Linked DNA regions of Mus musculus: region 2 is linked to region 1. A link is a contact called in public HiChIP or PLAC-seq data. All regions are on one chromosome and are shown on one strand. The core of a region is the stretch at or near the end of the contact, and the rest is flanking DNA. Distances in the headings are between cores, read along the strand shown. Region 1 has its middle 3.3 kb from the start of Gm30509. Region 2 overlaps Hsf2bp (heat shock transcription factor 2 binding protein).

Region 1 (3,561 bases), core at 364-2,863:
GACCCAGCTGGCTCTGGCTGCAGGCTTGACCTGTTCACCCACAGTTACTACCCAGGAAGGAAAGATGTCAGGATGACTGACAGCAGGCCCTGGGAGGTGGCTTAATACAGGATGGGACCAACAGAGAGGGAGAAGTTAGTGGTGGGGGAGGGGCACCTGTGCAGCCTGGAGGGGTGCCTGAGTCTCCTGCGATGAAGAAATAATATAAGGAAGGAATGAAGAGAGAGGGAGGGAGGGGAGGGGAAAGAAACGTAACCAGGGAATCTCCCAAATGCTAGTAACCGAGGGCCTCTACGATAGTGTGCCCTGTGGGCACAGCTTCACACCGCACCCCTGGCTCACACAGAAACACAGGGAGCCAGAAGCAGGTGGAAGGAGGCTTCAAGGAGCTCCTTCTCGAAGGTGAGCAACCTGCTCTCTCAGGGGTGGGTTCCAGTGTCACCTCTGAGGGAGACTGGGACAGTGTGGCTTCTCTTGTGAGTCCCATGCAGAGTCACACACTACTAGGTGAATGAGGCAAGGCACAGACACTTGGAATGTGTTCGTTTGGGGAACGCTAGCAGTGGGTAGCCTCAGGGTCTAGCTGTCTGTCCTCTCTCTCTTTTTATCTGTAGTTCCTCAGATCTCTGGGCTGATGCCCTCTACTGCTCTCTACCCACACAGGACTGAAACAGATGCTGGCCTTCCTATGCCCTGTAGGGGAGGGGCCCCGAACAAGACATGCCACACTAAAGCCACCAAACCACAAACACTTTGAAGGAGTAATGGGAGAGAGAGAGAGAGAGACTCAGTTTGAAGTCATTGGTTAGTGTGAGGTTGGGGGCTGGGACACTGAGGAGCCAAGTCACCTATAGAATGAGCGTGGTACACTCAGTCACCATGAGTCTCCCAGCAAGTACCTTCACCAGTTCAAGAGGGTCCCCTGTTCCCAGCACCCTGTCTGTTGTAGAAGTCAGTGTTGGACAGGATGTGGCAGGCATCATCAACTCTGCAAGACTCCTTTTATGGGGAAGCCTTGGATCCTCGGTTCGAGAAAGCCCCGTGTAAGGCTAGGGACAACCAGGTGCTTCCTGGGGGTCTCCGAGGACGTCAGCCCACACCATGGTACTATGTTTGCTGCTAGCTTTGGTACCTGGACTGCAGCCTAGTTGGCTTACAAGGCCACTGTCTAATGGATAGTACACAGAGGAGCCTCTGTGCCTGTTTCCATGTTTGCATTTCTGTGTGCACCCATGAATCTGTGTACATACGGGTATGTTTGTACATACGCAGGACTGTTTGTGTGCTTTGTGTTTCTATGTCAGTGGCCGTGAACGTGTGTGTTGCCGTGTGTATATCTAGACTTGCAAAACACCCAACCCCACTCACGTATAGACACTTACGCATATAATGTACCAAATGAGGGTAAGAATGTTTCTTTTATTTAGCCTGGAGCCTCGAGAGAGCACCCAATTGCTGGGGTGACCCGTGGAGAGGTCAGGATGAATCAGACTAATTGGAAACGAACAGGAAAGGGTGAGATCATCATGTTGGATGTGACAAAGCAGCAGGGAGGGCGAGGGTCAGCACTGTGTACTAAACTCCACAGCAAAATAAGATCCAGGAAAGTGGCAGCAGCAGAGAGCCCCGCCCCCTGGACACAAGCGGAGGGAGAGCTCCAGGCAACTAGGCCAAAAGTCCCTCTTAGTGACCAGTCCGCATGGCAAAGCAGGACACTTTAGGTACTGTTTTGGCCAAGGGATGGTGACACACACACATCCATCAGAGAAGTTCTTTCTCCGCTTCCAGACTGCCCTATCCTTTGTGGCCCGCCTTCTCCTACCCCATCAGCCCTGGGCAGTTTATTAACTTGGACAGACCCAGAGCCACACAAAGGGGCACAGGTGTTGCTAATGAGGTAAAAGAAGATGGTTTTATTTGCTCTGTGCCCATATGTCCCTGCTTGATGGCAGTCTGCACTCAGCCAGTCTAAGACCCCAAGAACAATGGCCAGCCAGCAGGACTAGGAGCTGGTCATGTCTGCCTGCCATCACTGTAGGGCTGTAAAACAGAGCTCTACCAATTCCTCCCTGGGGCCCCGGAGTGCAGACGCTGTGGCACATAGCAGTCAGCTGTTCTCGAAGCTTCTCTGTCCGTCTATCTCCACATGCCTGTCGGGGATCGACTAGATCCCTGGGATGGACTCCAAAACCATCTTCCTTTACCCCGTGTCCATCTGTCCGTCTGTCTCCACATGCCTGTCGGGGATCGACTGGATCCCTGGGATGGATTCCAAAACCATCTTCCTTTACCCCGTGTCCAGGCTCAGACCTGCCCTTTGGGGGCCCTGCACTAAGCCAAGTTCTGTGTGGACAGCACAGGCAAAGCTCAGGGCAAGGTGAGGGTTACAGGGCCACATGGGTCTCCTGGTGTCTGGCCTGTTTTGACCCCAAAGTCAGAGCCATACTGGGACGAGCACTGGCCTCTCCTCTGCCTCGTTGGCTCATCCAGACAGCAGAAGTTTACCAAGAAGGGATGACCCAGAGACCAGATGGGTGGTGTGGGCAAGGGAGGCAGAAACGAAGCTCCAGTCAGCCCCTTTGTCCACGCAAGGCCCTTTTCAAGGACTTAGCACTACCACTCTCAAATACTGTCTGTCTCTTCCTTTCCCAGGGCTGAGCCCATTGATCCCATCTGAAGCTGGAAATGATGTCAGCTAGAATTAATGGCTGCTTTATCTGTGCTAGAGCTACGGAATGTGCTAGAATTCAGATTGGTGATGAAGCCATCCCCGGTTGCTGAAAGTAATTCTCTGCCTCCAGAGAGGCCTTGAGAGGAAGCCCAGTGTTGGGTATCCCCTTATCTCTAGTCATAGCACTATCTGTCTGTCTTTCGGCCCAGCCAGGCAGAGCATGCTGGGAAAATCCCATCGGCAGCTGCATCTCCTCCAGTGTGACCACTGGGGTTTCCTGGGGGAACCCACCTGAGGAAGTCTGGCTCATTAAAATCTAAATTGAAACAAAATGCAAATTCCTGAGAAGTCAGTCTAGGTTTCCAAGAAGTTCCAGTGTGGTCTGACAGACGTTCTTTGATGCGTTCTGCAACTCACTCCAGCTGAGGTCCAGTGGCATGCCAGGCTCGAGATGGGGTAGTTCTGACTCTGCATCCCGAGGGGACAAACAGATGACTTGAACACCGGGTGCCTCAGGGGACCGGTGATGGCTGTCTCACATACAAAGCCACCAATTTGAGCCATGTTATGTGCTATAGTTTGGCATCCCTGACAGCCAGAAACTTGCAGAGCACCCTGGGGCAGGACACATCAGGCAGAAATCATTGTGAATTCCACAGAAAGCAAGGTGACAGATGTGGCAGCATTGGCAAGAAGCAGGGTCTAGGTACTCGCCACCACTTTATAGAGATGGCAGATGAGCTTCCTGGGGCTGCAGAACAAATGGCCACAAAGCCAGGTGTGGTGGGCAGGCCGGTGATCCCAGTCTACCCACCCATGAAGGAACTCACCCCCATGGGGCTTCAGAGGCCTTTGCAATGCAGTCTATAGAGCCCATTCCAGTCCATCAC
Region 2 (3,242 bases), core at 703-3,202, 92 kb after region 1:
CCCTCTGTTGAGAATTCTCTGTTTAGCTCTGTACCCTGTTGTTTCTTTCTTTGTTTAAGATTTATTTTATGTATATGAGCACACTGTAGCTGACTTCAGACACACCAGAAGAGGGCGTCAGATCTCATTATAGATGGTTGTGAGCCACCATGTGGTTGCTGGGAATTGAACTCAGGACCTCTGGAAGAGCAGCCAGTGCTCTTAACCACTGAGCCATCTCTCCAGCCCCCTGTACCCCCTTTTAAAATTGGGTTATTTGGTTTGTAAGTGTTATTTCTTGAGCACTTTATACATTGTGGATATTAGTCCTCTATCAGATGTAGGGTTGGTGAAGGTCTTTTGCATTTTGTCCTATTGATGGTGCCCTTTACATTACAGAAGCTTTTCAGTTTCGTGAGGTTCCATTTATTGCTAATCTTAGTGCCTGAGCTATTGGTGTTCAGTTCAGGAAATTATCTCCTGTGCCAGTGTATTCAAGACATTTCCCTACTTTCTCTTCTATTAAATTTAGTATATCCAGTTTTATGTTGAGGTCTTTGACCCATTTGGACTTGAGTTTTGTGCAAGTTGATAAATATGAATCTATTTGCATTCTTCTACATGCAGGTATCTAGATAGACCACCAGCATTTGTTGAAGAAGCTTTTTTTTCCCCATTGTATGCTTTGGTTTGTCAAAACTCAAGTATCCATAGATATTTGAGCTTATTTCTGGCTCTTCAATTCTAATTCATTGATTAGCCTGTCTGTTTTTATCCCAATACCATGAGGTCTTTATTACTATTGTTCTATAGTGCAGCTGGAAATCAAGGTTAGTGATACCTCCAGAAGTTCTTTTATTGAATAGGATTGTTTTAGCTATCCTGGGTTTTTCGTTTTTCCATATGAAGTTGATAATTGCTCTCTCAAGCTCTGTAAAGAGCGGGGTTGGAAACCTTATGGGAATTGCATTGATTCTGTAGATTGCTTTTGGTAAGATGGCCATTTTTACTATGTCTTCTGAGAGGTTTCATTCAGCAGCTGATGGAAAGACAGATTCAGAGACCCACAGCCAAGCTCAGGGAGTCTTGTGAAAGAGTGAGGGGTAAGGTAGAAGGATGGAAAGAGCCAGAGGGGTCAAAGACACCACAGGAAGACCTACAGAGTCAACAAACCTGGACCCTTGGGGGTTCACAGACTGAACCACCAACCTTTCAAGGAGCATGCAGGGGTTCAACCTAGCCTCCCCCCTCCCCACATTTGTAGTAGATGTGCAGTTTGGTCTTCATGTGAGTCTCCTAACAACTGGAGTGGGGGTGGGGAGTGGGGTGGGAGGGGCCTTTCTCTGACTCTGTTGCCTTCCTTTGGATCCCTATCCCCTAGCTGGGCTGCCTTGTCTGATCTCAGTAGGAGAGAATGCACTTAGTCCTGCTGTGACTTGATGTGCCAGGGCAGGCTGGTACCCATGGTACTTCTGAGGAGAAGGAAAGGGAGTAATGGGGGGAGGGTGTTGTGAGGGTACACCTTGGAGGAGAAGAGGGAGGGGGGCTGTGATCAGGATGTAAAGTGAATACATATATAAATTAATTCACTGTATGAGCAATACTCAGAGTAAGGCTCATTTACCCTGTAAGTAAAAGGCCCCTTTTATGTGAATAAGGCAACTACAATACAAATATAAAGAAACTGCAGGAGGAACAAAATAACTAGGTGTTGGACCCAGCACAGGCCCCCAAATAGCAGTGCTGCTGACAATGTCCTCAATGACACAGTCTGCCTCAGCTCAGGCTGGACTCTGACCAGGTCAACAGAAGGATCGCTGTGGGCAAACAAAAGCCTAAACTCCACATTCCTCAGAACCCTTGTAAAGTTGCTTTCTGTTTGTTGGGAAAAGCCATCACTTCCCTTACCCACCCCTTACAGCCAACTGCCTCTGGCAGGAGCATCTAGTTCCTGATTAACTCAGTCAGACAAACCTGTAACAGATTAAAGTCCCTTGGTACTTTCCAGGCTATTCTGGCCCACATCAGACCTCCCCTTGCTCTAACTTGCAGGCTGTTCTGGCTTACATGCTTCCCTCCCTCACTGCTAGCTGTCTCCTTAAAACTAACAAGACTTCTCCCAGCGTTTTGGCTGTTCTACCCCCTACTTTGAGACAGCCTGGAAGTTAGATTCCCCACTAAACCTTTCCTTCTACTTGTGGAGTGGTCTAGGTAGAGTGGTCAGCCTACTGGTGGTTCCACTGCACCCTCGCTGACACTGGGCATGCTAGAAAGAGCTTTGTGGACCCCTGGAAAGGATAAGACTGGAGTCATGAGATAAATACAGCCAAGGGTACAGCCAATAGGGATAACCTCATGATGACTCCATAAGAGCTCAGTCACTGTGACAATAGTTGAAGGGAGGGAAACTATCATAGACCATGTATATAGAAGAGTAATACAGAACTCAGTCCCAGTCACAGAAACCTGGCACTTAGAGACAGGTGAGGCAATATGATGAAGGATCACCAAACAAAGGGGACATGCTAGGACTGTCTCACACAGAGGGGACATGCTAGGACTGACTGTCTTAAAAGGGTCTATAGGACCCCTGCCTTTAGAGGCCTTGCTCCCTCCCAGAACTCATGTGGGAATCTAAATGCCATTCGTGAGTTGTTAGTAGTGTTAAAGTGTAAATAATATACTAATTGCTTTTAGTGGTAAGGCCTTTGGGAATTAATTCAATCATTAGTGACTGAACCCTGGTAGCTTCGTAAAAGTAGATAAAGACACACATAGACCTGAGTTGTCTATTACAACAGGATGCAGCACAGGTGTTCCTTACCAGAACATTAACAGAGCTGTTAAGGCATTGACCCTCAAACCCATGAACCAAAATAAGCATTTTCAAAATTTACAAATTAACCTGCCTTGGGTATTTCAGTGTAGTGACAGGTTAATACAATGGTTTTAAAGCAGCCACCATGAGAGTTCCTCAATGAACAAAGGTGTAAAGTCTTAAAAATGATCCTAGCAAATAAAGAGAAAGTATACTTAGTAACAAAGCAAGCTAGAACTGAAAATACAATAACTGAGACAAAGTGGTTACTAGAGAGAGAATTAAAGGGCGAGGTGAAGAAAATCTGTGAGGGCCAGAAGAACGCCTCAGTGAGTAGAGTGTTAGCCAGGCAGGCCCAGCCATTCAGGTGTGACCCCAGAACCCACATAAAAAAGCTGCCTGTGCTAGTTCACATCAGCATGGTGGCAATGTGTTCCTATGCACA

Evidence for each region. HiChIP or PLAC-seq counts read pairs in DNA pulled down with a chosen protein or histone mark.
Region 2: an HNF4G HiChIP or PLAC-seq map of pancreatic cancer cells shows a contact between it and region 1. The contact joins two enhancer-like sites. A contact is called at or near these places in 2 of 484 Hi-C or Micro-C datasets (CD4 T cells and liver), 9 of 115 datasets of contacts at active chromatin or transcription factors (the HPC-7 cell line, Th17 cells, embryonic fibroblasts and 6 more) and 1 of 9 other capture datasets (adipose tissue).

Annotation. Positions count from the first base shown.
Region 1 is chr17:31,872,603-31,876,163 of GRCm38.p6, forward strand. No RefSeq gene overlaps it. Among named protein-coding and RNA genes, the nearest start is that of Gm30509, 3.3 kb to the left of the region's middle. Within about 2 kb of position 1,614, at least 67 of the 459 cell types and tissues checked have an H3K27ac peak or open chromatin away from gene starts, as enhancers often do. A contact at or near this core is called in adipose tissue, fibro-adipogenic progenitors and pancreatic cancer cells, where this site is marked.
Region 2 is chr17:31,963,914-31,967,155 of GRCm38.p6, forward strand. The region is part of intron 7 of Hsf2bp (heat shock transcription factor 2 binding protein); the gene reads right to left. Among named protein-coding and RNA genes, the nearest start is that of Gm30571, 53 kb to the left of the region's middle. Within about 2 kb of position 1,953, at least 93 of the 459 cell types and tissues checked have an H3K27ac peak or open chromatin away from gene starts, as enhancers often do. A contact at or near this core is called in adipose tissue, fibro-adipogenic progenitors and pancreatic cancer cells, where this site is marked.